Linked DNA regions of Danio rerio: region 2 is linked to region 1. A link is a contact called in public HiCAR-type data. All regions are on one chromosome and are shown on one strand. The core of a region is the stretch at or near the end of the contact, and the rest is flanking DNA. Distances in the headings are between cores, read along the strand shown. Region 1 holds the start of ctsl.1 (cathepsin L.1). Region 2 holds the start of ptafr (platelet-activating factor receptor).

Region 1 (7,618 bases), core at 4,367-6,866:
ATTTTAGCATACAATCTAAAGCACCCAACCCTCATAATGAATTCAAAATAAATGTTTTTTTGCACAATAATCTTTTTATATATAATAAAACAGCAACTTCTGATCAAAGAGTGAATATGAATTTTTGTAAAATGCTTCCATATATATATATATATATATATATATATATATATATATATATATATATATATATATATATATTATATATAGTTTATCATTTAATAAATCAAACTATAAATAATTTATCACAATAAATATCAAATAACAAGGATATATTGGAAATATTCCTTTAAATTTACAGTTCATGAGTGATGACTGATTTATGGCACTTACATATTTATTTAACAAAAAACATTATTAAACAAACAAACAAACAATAATAACAATAACAAAATTTTGTTTCGAAAATATTTAAGATATTGTGAAATATTTTTCAAAATAATCTAAACACATTATTGAAATATTTAGTGAGAAGAACTAATGAGTCATGCATTAAGAGGTTAACACGAGAATGTACGCGCTTAATGTATTTTAAAGAGCTCAAATTCACAACATATTTCTTCATAATGCCTATAAAAGCAAGCAGATGAACCCCCAATCATGAACTACCCAAAAGCCATATACCAATTTTACACCTTTGAACCTGTTATTATATAAATTAATATAACCTTATTAACTTTCATTATATTATTAATATATTATATTAATGCATATAACTTATTAACACACTCTTTTTTCTGGGCAGATATGCTATTTGTATAATCTCCATTGTCATCAATGTGAATTTGATTCTTCAGTATTACTGTTTTAGGACAAATGTATGATAAATGGAGTTTTGCTTTCCAGGTGAGTAATAATATTTTGTAAAAACTGTGACCCACCTGGATCTTCTTATTTACACTAAATAATATATAATGGAAACACAGGCATTAATAGGATTTTAATGAGGAACAAGACACATGTAAAAGTGTACAATGCATGCTAAAAAACAAGAACAACAAACTGCACACTAAGCACTTACAGCGGAAAAACACATAAATGTGCAGCACATGAACAGACAGTACAGACATATACATTTAAAACCACCACAAAGAAGAAGTCTGTATTGTCCATTTTAACACAAAACAGCTTATTGTCATGTTATGATCATGGGAACTGCAGCACGTTACCATAAACCACGTCTGTGCCATGATCAACTGGGAACTTCAATGTATCTTTAACCTCTATCACGACACCTTTATAATGACACTGCAAAAACAGCAGAGTCAGAGGCACAAACACATTTTTACATATATTACAAGCTTGCACAACTAAAACAAAAAACGTAAGAGGTGGAAATTTGTTAATGTCACATTTGTTACCTGTAATATTACAGTTATATTGCTAACAAATTTTGTCAATGCAGTTTCCCACCAGTCACTTTTGTGATCAAGTATGACACCTATTTTTTATATCAACAGAGGCATGAAGTTTATGTTTTAGAAAAGCCTTATGACTAAAATGAAACTGTGAAAAAAATGGAATTATATAGGTTAATGATCGGTAGAAGCACAATGAGTTCACAGTTTACTCACTGCCAGAAAGATACAACTCATAAACAACTCATAAAAAACAAGAGATGGTGAAGGAGGATATGTTCACAAGACAAAACCTTTACAAAACACAAAACAGAGGTAAACAGGATGTCTGGGGTTTAGTGAAACTTTTCAAAGAAATCGAGACAAGCTCTGTTTCAAAGTAGTTTGCATCTTCCTACTCATATGATGTTTTACATTAACAGGAAATCAACGGTCTGCATCAATCAGTATATTTACAGGCTGCGAAAAGGGAATTCGATTTTTTAAAAGCTGAAATCTGTTTAAAAATAAAAGTATGTTTAAAATTCATGTGAAAAAAATGTAAAGAGAAGAAGGTGATGTTTAAAAGTAATTCTCTGTGTGTTGTGGAATCTTCATAAACACGTGACTCATTCTAGAACTGCAGTTACATTTCAAGCATTTTCCATTCATTTTACTTTCATTTATATTCTTTTAATAACTAGAATTATAAAAGGAAAAAGGACAAATTTATGTGAAATGAATCCATTATTGGTATGAAAAGATAATTAGGCTGACAATAACAGAGTTGACATGTTCCTCCATTTTCTACTTTAGCACAGGATGTTAACCTCAAACCAGATACCAAATGGTATTAAAACAGAATTTGATGTATTGGCATCATATCATTCATTCATTCATTAACTATCTTTCGGCTTAGTCCCTTTATTCATCAGAAGTTGCACACCAGAATGAACTACCAACTTATCTAGCACGTTTTACACAGTGGATGCCCTTCCAGCTGCAACCCAGTACTGGGAAACAGCCATAGACTTTCACGTACACACACATACACTATGACCAATTTAGTTTATTCAATTCACCTATACTGCATGTCTTTGGACTGTGGGGGAAACCAGAGCACCCAGAGGAAACCCACGCAAACACTGGGATAATATGCAAACTCCACACAGAAATGTCAACTGACCCGGTCGGGAATCGAACCAGCAACCTTCTTGCTGTGAGGAGACAGTGCTAACCACTGAGCCACCATGCCACCCTGTCATATTAGTTTTTTTTAAAAATGAATGAGTTTAAGAAATAAGTTCACTTAATATTACAATAACATACTTGACTAATAATTAAGCTACAACTGGTTTATCCTAAACATTTTGTACAAATGAATGAGAAGAATTATGACACAACTTTAGCCTTCCAGAGTTTCCCGCCAGAGGAAGTGACATCACTTGGAGCAAATCACATGTCTCTACAGGTGCTTTACAGATTGCTTGTTTAAAACCAAAGTACATTTACCAGAACATAGGAACAAACAAAATGTTTTCTTAAAACCGGAATTACAAATGCTTAATGCTAATTTTTATTTAACCTAGCGTAAACACACACGCACGCACGCACATGCAGACACGCATGCACACGCACGCACACACACACACACACACACACACACACACACACACACACACACACACACACACACACACACGCACACACGCACACACACACACTAAATAGGACATTTACACTTAACTATTTAATGAACAATAAAGTTGGATGAGTCAAAAGGCAGAGATAGTCAAAAGTACATGCAGGTGTAGTGCGAGTCTAAGTTAATATTTCAAAACAATGAATCACCCAAAATACACATACAAACATTTTTTAGAGATAACCAGATGTAATTTGTGTCAATAATTCAAAACCTTTTCATTCAGTTTGTGTTATGAAAAATAATAAAAGGTTTATCTTGGAGATGCAAAACATCACTCATTTACTGTATATATTTATATACTACATCTATAGGCTACATCCAAAATTCTTGCAGTGTCATGCAACGTTTGTTGTAAGTCAGCTCATGTCCTCAACCAGACCTCAAATGCCATGAGGGCACAAATCCAGTCTCAACTTACCTACATCTACCAACATGCTAACTAAATAGACCATACGTCTGCTGACACTAAACAATGTACGCAAACACACAGACACACACATACTAAATGTTTTTATGTGCTAAGAAACAATTTGGGTATTATTGTTAATCTTTTTAAACCACTAACAGAGTTGACAATAACAGAGTTGAAACTTTCCATTATTATTTTGTGCTTTAGCTCGAGATGCTAACCTCAAACCAGATACCACATGATATGTCTAAAACAGAATTTGATTGCATGTTACATTAAACATACTCAGTGCTGTTTTGGTGGCATAAATAAAGATATTTTATTCAATATGTAGCCTAAATAATATTTGGGCTTTGCTCGGATGAGTTTTCAAGAGAGGCACTGAACACTATAAGCATCTACTTCCGCCAGAGCCCAAGATAATTGTGCTACAACACTAATCAATAAACTTTTTTTTTTTTACCCTGTAGAGCATGCCACAATTTGTTCTCGATTTATCTCACCAATACTTATATATTATTTATGTCAATTAATAATACTCACACAAAATATGAAGCATTTCTCCACACAATTTAACAGCTAGTTTTCTAACATGCACACTAGTTTCTATGTCTATGACAAGGTGCTGTCCATTAAAATCTTACAAGCCAATCAGAGTCGACCACTCATAAGTCCAACCCAGGCTCATTCTGATTACGTACCCCTTATATATTTCTGGAGAGAGGATGCTGTATACGCTTTTTTAGATCTCAAAATTCTCTTGCGAGTGCCATTCACGCCTGCTGTTCTCATGTAAATCCACCAGAGACTGCTGTCAACAGACTGACTGACTAACCGACTGATACCCCCACCCTCCCTCTTCCCTAAATCCAACCAATAGTGTTTTAAAAAGCACCGACTGACTTTTAAAAAGCAATTCAGAAAAATAAAAGCTCCCTGATTTTTATCTCATTCTCACCCTGTGTTTTACTTGTTTATTTTATTTTGTTGTTTTGGTCTTACATGCTTTCTGGAACCATTCTGCACCAGACTCGAAACCCGTTGTCACAGTCAACTCTGCTCTGCATCTGAAGTCCGCTGACGTACATATTGAGCTCCCGGACAAACTGGCAACAGCAGAAAAGCCGTCCATACGGAGGTAAGCGGTCAGCAAGAAAAGGAACGGCATCATACTCCCTGGTTTGTTTTAAAGATGAAATGCACATAGCTCTGGCTAAATAGTTTGCGATCTACCAGTTATATACCAGAAATTTATATAGGGCTTCGTTTTCAGAATGAGCCTTTGTTGCATAAATCTGCAAAACAAAAGGAATGGTGACCTCCGCATGCTATGGTTTCCCCTATAAGTCCAAAGACATGCCATATAGATGAATTGGGTAGGCTTAATTGTCCATAGTGCATGTGTTAATGAGAGTGTATGAGTGTTTCCCAGTGACAGGTTGCAGCTGGAAGGGCATCTGCTGCGTAAAACATATGCTGGATAAGCAGTTCCGCTGTGGTGACCCACGATTAATAAAGGGACTAAGCCGAAAAGAAAATGAATGAATGAACAAAAGAATGAAATTTTTTAAATTGTTGATTTTTCAACTTGTTTACTGTACATCTTGTCACAAAGCAATTTTTTAGACAATGTTCAGTTTTTATTGTTGTTAAAAGTCAGAGGCAGCTCCCTGCCATGCAAAGTCAATAGAGATGGTCGGCTTGTTTTTCTCCTGGTGGGCGTGGTTTCAGGTTATGATGTGTGTCACTCTTGATGTGTTTCTATGCCAGTTCTGAAGGAAAGTCACATGCAAGTTGTTCCTGGAAACCTTGTAAAAAATGCAAGCTCAACAGAAAAAAGTATGACATAGGTGTTTTCAGTGGTATGACTAATGCATTTTTTTTTATAAAGGAACAATGTAATTAAACATAACTTTTATACCACAACGATTAAAAAAAGAACCTGGCTGATATTTACAGGAAACTTCCCTTCAATGTGTTCCCCGGCATTACACCCATATACACCACACGCAATATTGCTCTTACGCAATTTCCCTTTTTCATCTTTGCACTCAGCAATGCTTTTCTGTTTATGATTTTATGAGAGGCACCTGACCACCGACACCAAAGACTCCTATATAAACCCGGATGTTCATTCAGACAAATGCTGACACACAGGTGACAAGGAAATCTATAGATCTTGCACCACAACAAGTAAGTATTCAAACTCAGGTTGAACCAGATTTCAGGCCTCCTATGGAACTAAAAATACTGTTACTGTACTGAGGACAAATGTGTGGGTGCGTGACAGAAAACCTGAAATGATGACATCAGACACTTGAGTCTGTTTTATCTTACGCACCTCTATGCGACCTCACATTTGTCTGATTTCTTTTCTCTGTGCAGGATGAGGGTTCTGGTCGTTGCTGCTGCTTTTCTGGCTGTTGCCAGTGCTGCCAGTCTTTCTCTGGAGGACATGGAGTTTCACGCCTGGAAACTGAAGTTTGGTAAGTCTAGCTTTTTTTTCTTAGCTGTAGCAAATTGCAGGTTCTCCTTAGTGACTGCAATAACTAATTCAAAATAGGCAAGGCAAGTTTGGGCTTTTTATATAACACGTTTCATAGACAATGGCAGGTCTAATTCAAAGTACTTAAAATAATTTTTTTTTTTAAAGGAATAATAAAATAAGTAATTAAGAAATGGTTAAAAGGTTTAAAAAGAGAGATGTATGAATAGCGTGATCAGATCAGCATCTGATCATTTCTGGAGGCTGCGGTTGGCATAGTAGCTGAAAGCAGGTTCAGCATGCTTTGACTGAGCTCTTGGAATTTTTTATTCACTCAATCATACTGATAAGATTGATCTGTTATGTTTATACTCTGTGGGCATAACTGCAATGCTTTAAGGTCCTAGGCCATTTACTGATTTATAAACAATTAAAAATCATTTAAAATCTACTTTAATTAGAAGCCAGTGTAAAGACCTGAGGACTGGTGTGATGTGCTTTGATTGTCTTTCATTGTTCTGGTCAGATGCCTGCACTGTAACAACATCTTGTTCTTTCCTCCAAAAACTTAAGAACTTAATGTAAAAAAGTTTGAAAAAGTCCCCACTTTTAGATATTTTAATAGTTTGAAGTAATAAATTGTCTGGGTTGTTGTTACAGTTCAAAAATCTATAAATAAACTGCCACTTTTTCGGATTACAAATTCTTTCAAAATTCTTTTACGATATATTGTTTTATATATAATATTTTACAGATATTGTTTTAAACTATTAATATGTCAATAAAAGCAACTCTGATGTTAAACTGATGTTGAATTTTCAACATCAAAATTCGACAGAGCAGAGATCAAGGTCCTATAATGCAATTCCTAAATAAACAACTGAAAAGAAAATCTTTAAATCACAAAAATAACAGATTCTAATTAACAGATTTTTTTTTTTACAGTATAGTCATTTACTGGTCAGTGAGGAGTCCGTTACACACTGCTGCACGGACAAGTTTCACTAAGTCTTAACTGGAAACAAAACATCTGATACTTGCATTGTTTTTGAGATGATAATATGCCGATTTGTCTGAATTTGCTGACTGCATCTTTTTCACAGTGGTCCTTTTCATTTCTTTGAGTTTAGTTTTAGTTAAGTTTATATTCTAGTGTTTCCTAAACTTGCACAAGAATTGACTTTCCGAGGTTACGGGTATATCGCTAGTCAAACAGGTTGTTTAAAGTATGTATAAATGTGCCTCAGGTCGAGTGTCGAACAAATGTCATTCATAAACAAATCGCAAAAACTAAAACAGGTTTAAAACCAGAAGTGGAGGATGAGAAAATCATGAATGATTTTCATTTTTGGATGAACTATGCTGTTCATTTTTTTCTTATAAATGCCAGTTAAAACTATTTTAACAAACAAAACCTTTTGCAGAGAATATAAGTAAATACTGGTTAAATCATAATGCATCATAAAATGTTCTCTTATGCTTTAGGAAAGAGCTACAGATCTGCAGAGGAAGAGTCACACCGTCAGCTGACCTGGCTGACCAATCGCAAACTGGTTTTGGTCCACAACATGATGGCAGATCAGGGTTTGAAATCCTACCGACTTGGCATGACATACTTTGCTGACATGGTAGGAAATTAAAACAAACTCAAAACACAGGTCTTTTTAGTGACATCGATTATC
Region 2 (7,586 bases), core at 4,515-7,014, 510 kb after region 1:
TAATCTGGGAGTATTGGAATGTTGTGTAGCTTATGAAATCGATCAAGTCCTGCTAGATTTGACTTCACACTGCTTTGTTTTCTGCAGTAAGCAGGCCAACACTATAATTCCTGCAGCTTTTTTTAATCAGTATATGAATAACGTTTTAATTTAAAATTTGTTTCTTACAGTCAGCATTTAGTAAATATGCTGTAAATTAAAATGTGGCCAATGTTACTGGTTAAAACCTAATGTGGTGATGAGGTCTTCAATTGTATTAAAAGTCTTTAAAAACCTCTTCAATGTATTGAATTTTCCTCTCTGATCTCAGTATATAGCCTGTAGAGGACATTCAAAAAACCCACAAGAGCATGTTCACTTACTTTTATGATGTATGGATGCCCATTTTGAAGCAAAGCTGGAAAAAAATCAGGAATTTACTATAACTTAGTTTGTGTTCTCCTAAAATAAGTAAGGCGAATAGATTGACGTATGACTTTCACTTTTGGGTGAAATTCCACTGAAACTACAAACAGTCTGAACAGGACTCTGACCAAGTGTTTCCAAAGTCATTGCACTCAAACAGCCATCTCTGAAACACCTCTCGGCAGTATGCTCAAGCATTCTGTTTGAATGGGGAAACATCAAATTCTCCAAAACTGCTTGTCAAGCTTATGATTACATTTCATATTAGGAATCACAAGTAAAATTAAACAACAACTGTCTCTTTAGTTTTTTTCTAAACATCCAAATCAAACAAAATCTGCAGAAACTCATGTCTGGTTCGAGCCCCTCCCCCGGAGACTAGTCAGTCTATAGTGATCAATAATTGGCTCCTGTACTAGAAGGCGGGCTTTTTTCGCCATATAGCGATCGATGATTGTCTCCTGTACTAGAAGGCGGGCTTTATTCGCCCCATTGACCACTAGACTTTTCCCCATTCAAAAAGATACGAGTGACATGTCTTGTGTATTCTATAGTCTTTGGTATTTCCCAGCTATGCTTTCTCTTCATCTACAGCATTGACAATGCTCTGATGTCTACTCTTCAGTGATATACCTGTGCTTAACGTGTAACGTGAGCAGTTTTTCCTATTCTTCATCTTTGTGAAATGATTTTCGAGGTACTTGCGAAATTTTGTGGTAGCGAAGCAATACACCAATGGGTCTAGGAGACAGTTGATCCCCATAAGCATGAGGGTGATCTGATGGGCATCGTTTAAGGTTTGGTGAGTCCATGTGGACCAATACTTCTTCAGTTGCAGCACTGACAAAACCCAGGGACCTTGCACCACATGATGGGGTAGGAAACAGATTACAAACACGCCAATGACGGCACACAACATCCTCAAAGCTCTTCGTTTGGTCCCGCCAGGACGTCGTCCTGTGCTGGCTCGAGGCTGACTGATGGGTTGAGACAGAAGAGCTCGAGCGATGGAGATGTTGCAGATAATCACCATTAAGAAAACAAGGAAGAACAAGCCAATAATGCTGAAGTGAGTGATGACCAATACGTTTTTTGTATTTTCATCTGTGTAGTGGTAACCCTCAAAACAGCGTTGCATGGACCTGTTCATTCTTTGTTCCTTCTGAATTCCCTCTTTAGTAAGTTGAGGAATCGATGCTGAAAGGATGAAAGCCCAGATGAGCACTGAGATGATCGCTCCACGTTTCCAGCAGTCAGAAGAGGCTGCCTTTAGGGGTTTGGTAACAGCCCAGTAACGGTTAATGCTGATGACAGTGAGGAATAGAATAGAGCCATAGGTGTTAATAAAGAAAAATGTGCCTGTGATACGACAGAAGGCTTCTGTGGATCTCCAGTGACCTTCATGCATGTAGTAGTCAATCCAGAACGGTAGAGCAGACACAAACAACAGGTCTGCGACAGTCAAGTTGGTCATGTAGATCCGAATCTCATTCATGGCTTTAGACTCCCGCATGCGGTGAAGCACATAGAGAGCATAGCAGTTGGCTATCAACCCCAAGACGAAGACCACACCATAGAAAATGGGAAAGAGAGTGTAACGGAACCTTGAATCGATGATTTCAGTGTCGTTGGTATTTTCGGTCCATTTAGTAGACGACATGTTTTCCATCCTGGCTATCTGCAAAGAAAGCAGACTGACAAAACAACATACAATTACATTAGATTTCACCCAATATTTTCGATGTCATTCATTCATTCATTTTCTTTTCGGCTTAGTCCCTTTATTAATCCAGGGACGCCACAGCGGAATAAACCGCCAACTTATCCAGCACATTTTTTTACGCAGCGGATGCCCTTCCAGCCGCAACCCATCTCTGGGAAACATCCACACACACATTCACACACACACTCATACACTACGGACAATTTAGCCGACCCAATTCACCTGTACTGCATGTCTTTGGACTGTGGGGGAAATCTAGACCAACCGGAGGTAAGCCATGTAAACACAGGGAGAACATGCAAACTCCACACAGAAATGCCAACTAGGCCAAGGATCGAACCAGTGACCTTCTTGCTGTGAGGCGACAGCACTACCTACTGCTTGGCCCATATTTTCGATGTGTTTATTTAAAAAAATAAAACAATATTATCTGATCATTGATTGAAATCTAGTGCTGCTAACCAGTATATACTTGAGGTAAATCAGAATGCAGGTTTCGTTGTCAATAACATTCCCGTTGATTGAAATCAGAAGTGTGCTAGGTAGAAAATATGGGAATATGCTTCTTTATATAAACAAATAAATAGACAACACATTAAATCAGTAACCTGAAAGAAATATAACTGTAATATCAATTATTGCTAAACTTGCTTATTTTATGTACTCGATTTTATGATGTCTTATGATTCAGATCAGAACATGCAGAAAATCAGGAGAGGAGTCTTTTTTTAGCAGAAACTACAAATATGGCCATGTTTCTGCAAAAGAATTGCTGAACTGTTTTTTTTTTTTTGTAGTATACTTAGATTACTGTTTGCTGTTATTTGAGTCTGAGTTAGATTAGTATGGTAACTGGTATTTAGTGTTAAGTTACTGTAGTAAGATTAGGTGGCATAAGTTTTACTGTTAATTTATAATGAAAATTTATAATTTTGTTTTTTAGATATATTTTTGTATTTACTTACAATTTAAACTTGTAATGTATTAATGAAATTAATTCTTTCTTTAATAAAAATGCCATATTTAATGTCATCAACCAGCAGGCACACAACATCATAAGATGCTGTAATATTAAGTTAGATTTAGGTCATGACGTCAGGTTAGGGCTGTGCAATTAATCGAAATCACAAACGGGATTTGAAACATTGCGATTAGATAATCTCAAGAGGCTGAGACATGAAATATATTTGTATTATTTATTTCCCCTGCCCAGAGCAAATGCATGACTGCCATCTGTGTGATAGTCTTACTAGCCAATTGAGTAATGAGTGTTTTGCTAATTAGTCCACTGAAAGTATTGCCAGTGACATAATCTAGCAGCAAGCAACAGCAAAGTACAATTTCGAAGTTGTTTCAGCCATGTTCTGTCATAAGTGTTCTGTATTTTTATAAGCTATATCTCCCTTATTTGAGTTCAACTTGCTAACAGAAATAAAATGTCATTTTTTTTTATTTGTGTTCCATTTGTGTATCAATTCCTGTTTTAACTAACACTCACTTAATTTTAGCAGTAAGAAGCTATGACACAGATTGCAAAATTCAATGTGTAGCCAGTGTAAGGACATTTTTTATTTTGACGTCCAATAATGGCGTTACGTTGATATTTGGTTGATTTTAGGTTGTGTTGGAAAGTGACCAAAATCCAATGTCTGATAGATGTCATGGTGGTAACGTCCACACAATGTCAAAATGTAACATGATAAGATATTGATATTTGGTTGATTTCAGGTTAGACATTGGACATTGACGTCGGCCTGACGTTGGATTCTGACGTCAACTCGATTTCCAAAAAAAAATCTAACATCCCTATGACATTAGGGTACAAGGTCAATATGCCGTCATGTTGATGTCCTCTGCCTGCAGGGCCAGTTATCATTTGGCAGGCCAGGTACCATTTTAAAAGTATAAACACTTTTAAAAGCAGTAAATGTTTTCATAGTGTCACAGAACCATAATATGGACTCTTTCTGTTTAGATGAAATGTTTGAGGGGTATTTGCAGTTCATGTTTGCATTGAACAATAGCATAAACACACAGTCTAGAGATGTATTTCCTGCAAGTTAAACTTATTTCCTCAACCTCGTTTTCATAATGTGTGAGATGCTGCAAAATACTGTTAATTAATTACAGAATTTACAACCAATCACATGTGTTTTTACCCACTTAAACAAGCATTTACACTGAGAGATTAAACAGTAAAAACATTACCAATGATGATATTTACATGACATGCACTGTATGCTTCCTATACTTTTACTATACTATAAGTGCAATTGACTTCACATTACACAGAGATAGATGAAAAAAAAATCACACGTCACTTTCATGAAATGTGGGAGAAAAGCAACATCTGTTTTCTCTGGCGCACAGCGAGAACAGATATGCATTCTTTTTTCTTATCGTTACATTTACTGAAAGCTACAGCATTTGGGTTTTTGTATCATTGCATATTTATCTGCAATCTCCTATAAGCAGGAAGTGAATCAGTGAAGCTGCATTTTATGTAAACCACGACCCTATGCTACAACAGTAGTTTCAAAGGACTTATGTCAGATTACCATCACACTTCTTATGCAAAATTCTTGAAACAGATTTTCTAGTTGCATTCATTTATTTGTGCATGTGTTTCTTATTCTTTTAATACACATACAGACAGCAAATTCTTGACTTTAATTTTTTTTTAGTTTCTATCACCACCCATGATATTAACTGGACATTATTTATCAATTATTTAGCAACCGAAAAGTATTATGAGAACCCAAACACTACTGAGTAGAATGGGGGAAAACTTGATATTGCATATATACTTTTAAACACGTCGCATATTTAAAATTTATATAGCATCGTCGTCGTGGCATCATTATACAGTAGACTTTCTGTCTGAAATGCTATTTGTGGTTTTATTAACTTTTTACTAAGCAAAAAAAATATTATTATACTTTAATTTTGTTAACAGGACAGAATTCACAGACACAGCACCTGTTACACCTAGCTCCGGGTTCCCCTAAAATATAGTTTTCAGCACCACATATGTGCCATTATTGCTTATTTGCATTGCAACATCCGCACTGTTCTGACGACATGCTTTCCATTTAGGTATTTCATCCCACGAGGCATCTTTATTGCCTATGAAACATACAGTGGGCTTTTCCGGCATTACATGTTCCTCGTTTACATTGTGGGAATTTTGTTGTCTTACACCAATAAACGTGTTTCGCAATACGCAAAACAGAACAATGATCGTTAACGTATTGTAGTTGTAATGAAGCACCAACAAACTCTTGAGATAAAAAAAAGATACATGTAGGACTATGACAGTTCGACTCGCTTTTTCTGAGTCGTATGATATCTGAACAAAATTTTGACTAAGCAAGACGATGAGACAAGAAGTAAACACGAGTAGCCTATATACTGTGAGAGATAGCATCTAACGTTAGTATGTCACATAAGAAGCGAGCGGTTTTTGTCACTTCATCGCCCACAGTACAGACACGGTGTAAGTAGCTTTTTTTATTTGAGAATGAGCATAAAGTTGCATTTATCCTTTGACCTACCTTATAAATGCCAGTGAGTGAAGGTGCTGCTCGCGCTGCTCTTTTAGAAACTTTCAACTCTTCGTCGTATCTGAAACGCAGTTACACCTCTTTCTTTCACGCCTTCAGCTCTCTCTCTCTCTCTCTCTCTCTCTCTCTCTCTCTCTCTCTTTCTCTCTCTCTCTTTCTCTAGATGTAGCCAAGGAAATTAAACTAAATAAGCAATAAAATAAAATAACAAGTGTGAGAAAGTGTCATTTGGTGTGCCATAGCAAAAAAAGAAAAACTCATAATAATGTACAAATATCATAAGAACGATTTATCTTTATTGTTGGACACTTCTTAATATAGTGATATTTATTGTATATGAAAATACATAATAATTTTCATCTTTTTAAATATTTTTCTTTTTTATCAACATTTTAATAACCATGTGTCACAACAAAATGTAACAATTAGTGGTTCCAAAAAAAGTAATATTTTATTAAGAAAAAATAGGGGACAGGGGGAGTCATAGTGGCGCAGTGGGTAGCATGATTGCCTCAGCAAGAAAGTCGCTGCAGTGTCTCTTTCCCCCACAGTTCAAAGACATGTGCAATAGGTGAATCGAATAAGCTAAGTTGTCTGTAGTATATGTGTGTGTCTGAGTGTGAATGGGTGTTTACCAGTGTTGGGTTGCAGCTGAAAGAGCATCCGCTGCGTAAACATATGCTGGATAAGTTGGCGGTTCATTCTGCTGTAGCAACCCCTGATTAATAAAGGGACTAAGCCGAAAAGAAAATGAATAAATGAATGAAAATAAGTGCAACTTTACACTTTTTTTAAAACAAAAATCATAACTATCAAGGAAATCATTGCAAATGTAGCACATTCTTATTAAAAGCAAATATGTTTGCAAAATTTATAATTATTGACACCCTTATGAATTTATATAAGAAATATATTTTTTGAGGAATCTTTCATTGCTATTTGACTTTTGGTCAGATTACTATAGCTGCAAAAATACAAACAAGGAACAGTCTGATCAGGCTGTTAAAATAAATGTCAAAAATCATTCTGACAATACAGCTGACTCTTCAGGAAGCAACTGAATTAATTTTTGTTCAATTTGTTACTGTTTTTTATTTGCATGTGTTTTATTAATTTGCATGTATTTCAGCTCTCTCAGCCACCTTTGGATCATAATCATGGGGGAAACACTTTAAGTTCAATTCAATTCATTTTTTTTCTATTGTGCTTTTTTACAATGTAGATTGTGTCAAAGCAGCTTAACATTGATGACGGAAAGAGAATAAAAACCATAACAACAGCCCCGATTGCGGAGACTAGAGGTAGAATGCTGGTGTACTTCTAACTACATTAAAGCGCACCCATTTTACCCCTTTTACAAGATGTAGGATAAGCCTTTGGTGTCTCTAGAATGTGTCTGTAAAGTTTCAGCTCAAAATACTCATCAGATTATTTATTAAAGCCTCCAGAATCTGCTCATTTTGCTGTCTGAGTATACAGTTACTGTTTTTGGAGCCTGTGACTTTAAATGAAAATGAACTGCTTCTGCCTGCCCACCTCTCCCATGTCCATGCCTGCTTCTCATCATGCATTACGTCAGATAAATAGCACAGAAACAGACACTGATTACGCTGAAATACAGTTTATTAGTCATATATACCAAGTTAATTTGATTTATTTGTTGGCGAGTTTATTCAAGCCTATCTGAAATGATGAGTCTCACACAAATTGCGTTTGCAGCACACACACACATGCAGACCTGGATGCAGGCCTGTTGCAGTGCAATCTGAGCTGCATCCAATGATTTTTAATGCACTCACTTAACCCCACCCCTAACCCTACCCCTCACAGTGATGTCACGCACTCTATTGAGTAAATTGTGTCTGACATTGCATCGCTGAGGAATGCAATCTCAG

What was found. HiCAR-type assays count read pairs that join an accessible place to other places.
Region 2: a contact with region 1 is called in a HiCAR-type map of caudal fin, with 8 times the contacts expected there. The contact joins the promoter of ptafr here to the promoter of ctsl.1 in region 1. A contact is called at or near these places in 4 of 18 Hi-C or Micro-C datasets (embryo, fibroblasts, hematopoietic stem cells and 1 more) and 1 of 4 datasets of contacts at active chromatin or transcription factors (caudal fin).

What each region holds. Positions count from the first base shown.
Region 1 is chr17:28,942,576-28,950,193 of GRCz12tu, forward strand. It overlaps ctsl.1 (cathepsin L.1), which reads left to right and starts at 5,617. Exons shown (of 9, transcript NM_001002368.1): 1 at 5,617-5,644; 2 at 5,837-5,937; 3 at 7,422-7,564. The coding sequence starts at 5,838.
Region 2 is chr17:29,453,180-29,460,765 of GRCz12tu, forward strand. It overlaps ptafr (platelet-activating factor receptor), which reads right to left and starts at 5,765. Exons shown (of 2, transcript XM_001342336.7): 1 at 5,683-5,765; 2 at 1-2,099. The coding sequence starts at 2,074. The coding sequence ends at 977. The region is part of intron 3 of LOC141378579; the gene reads left to right.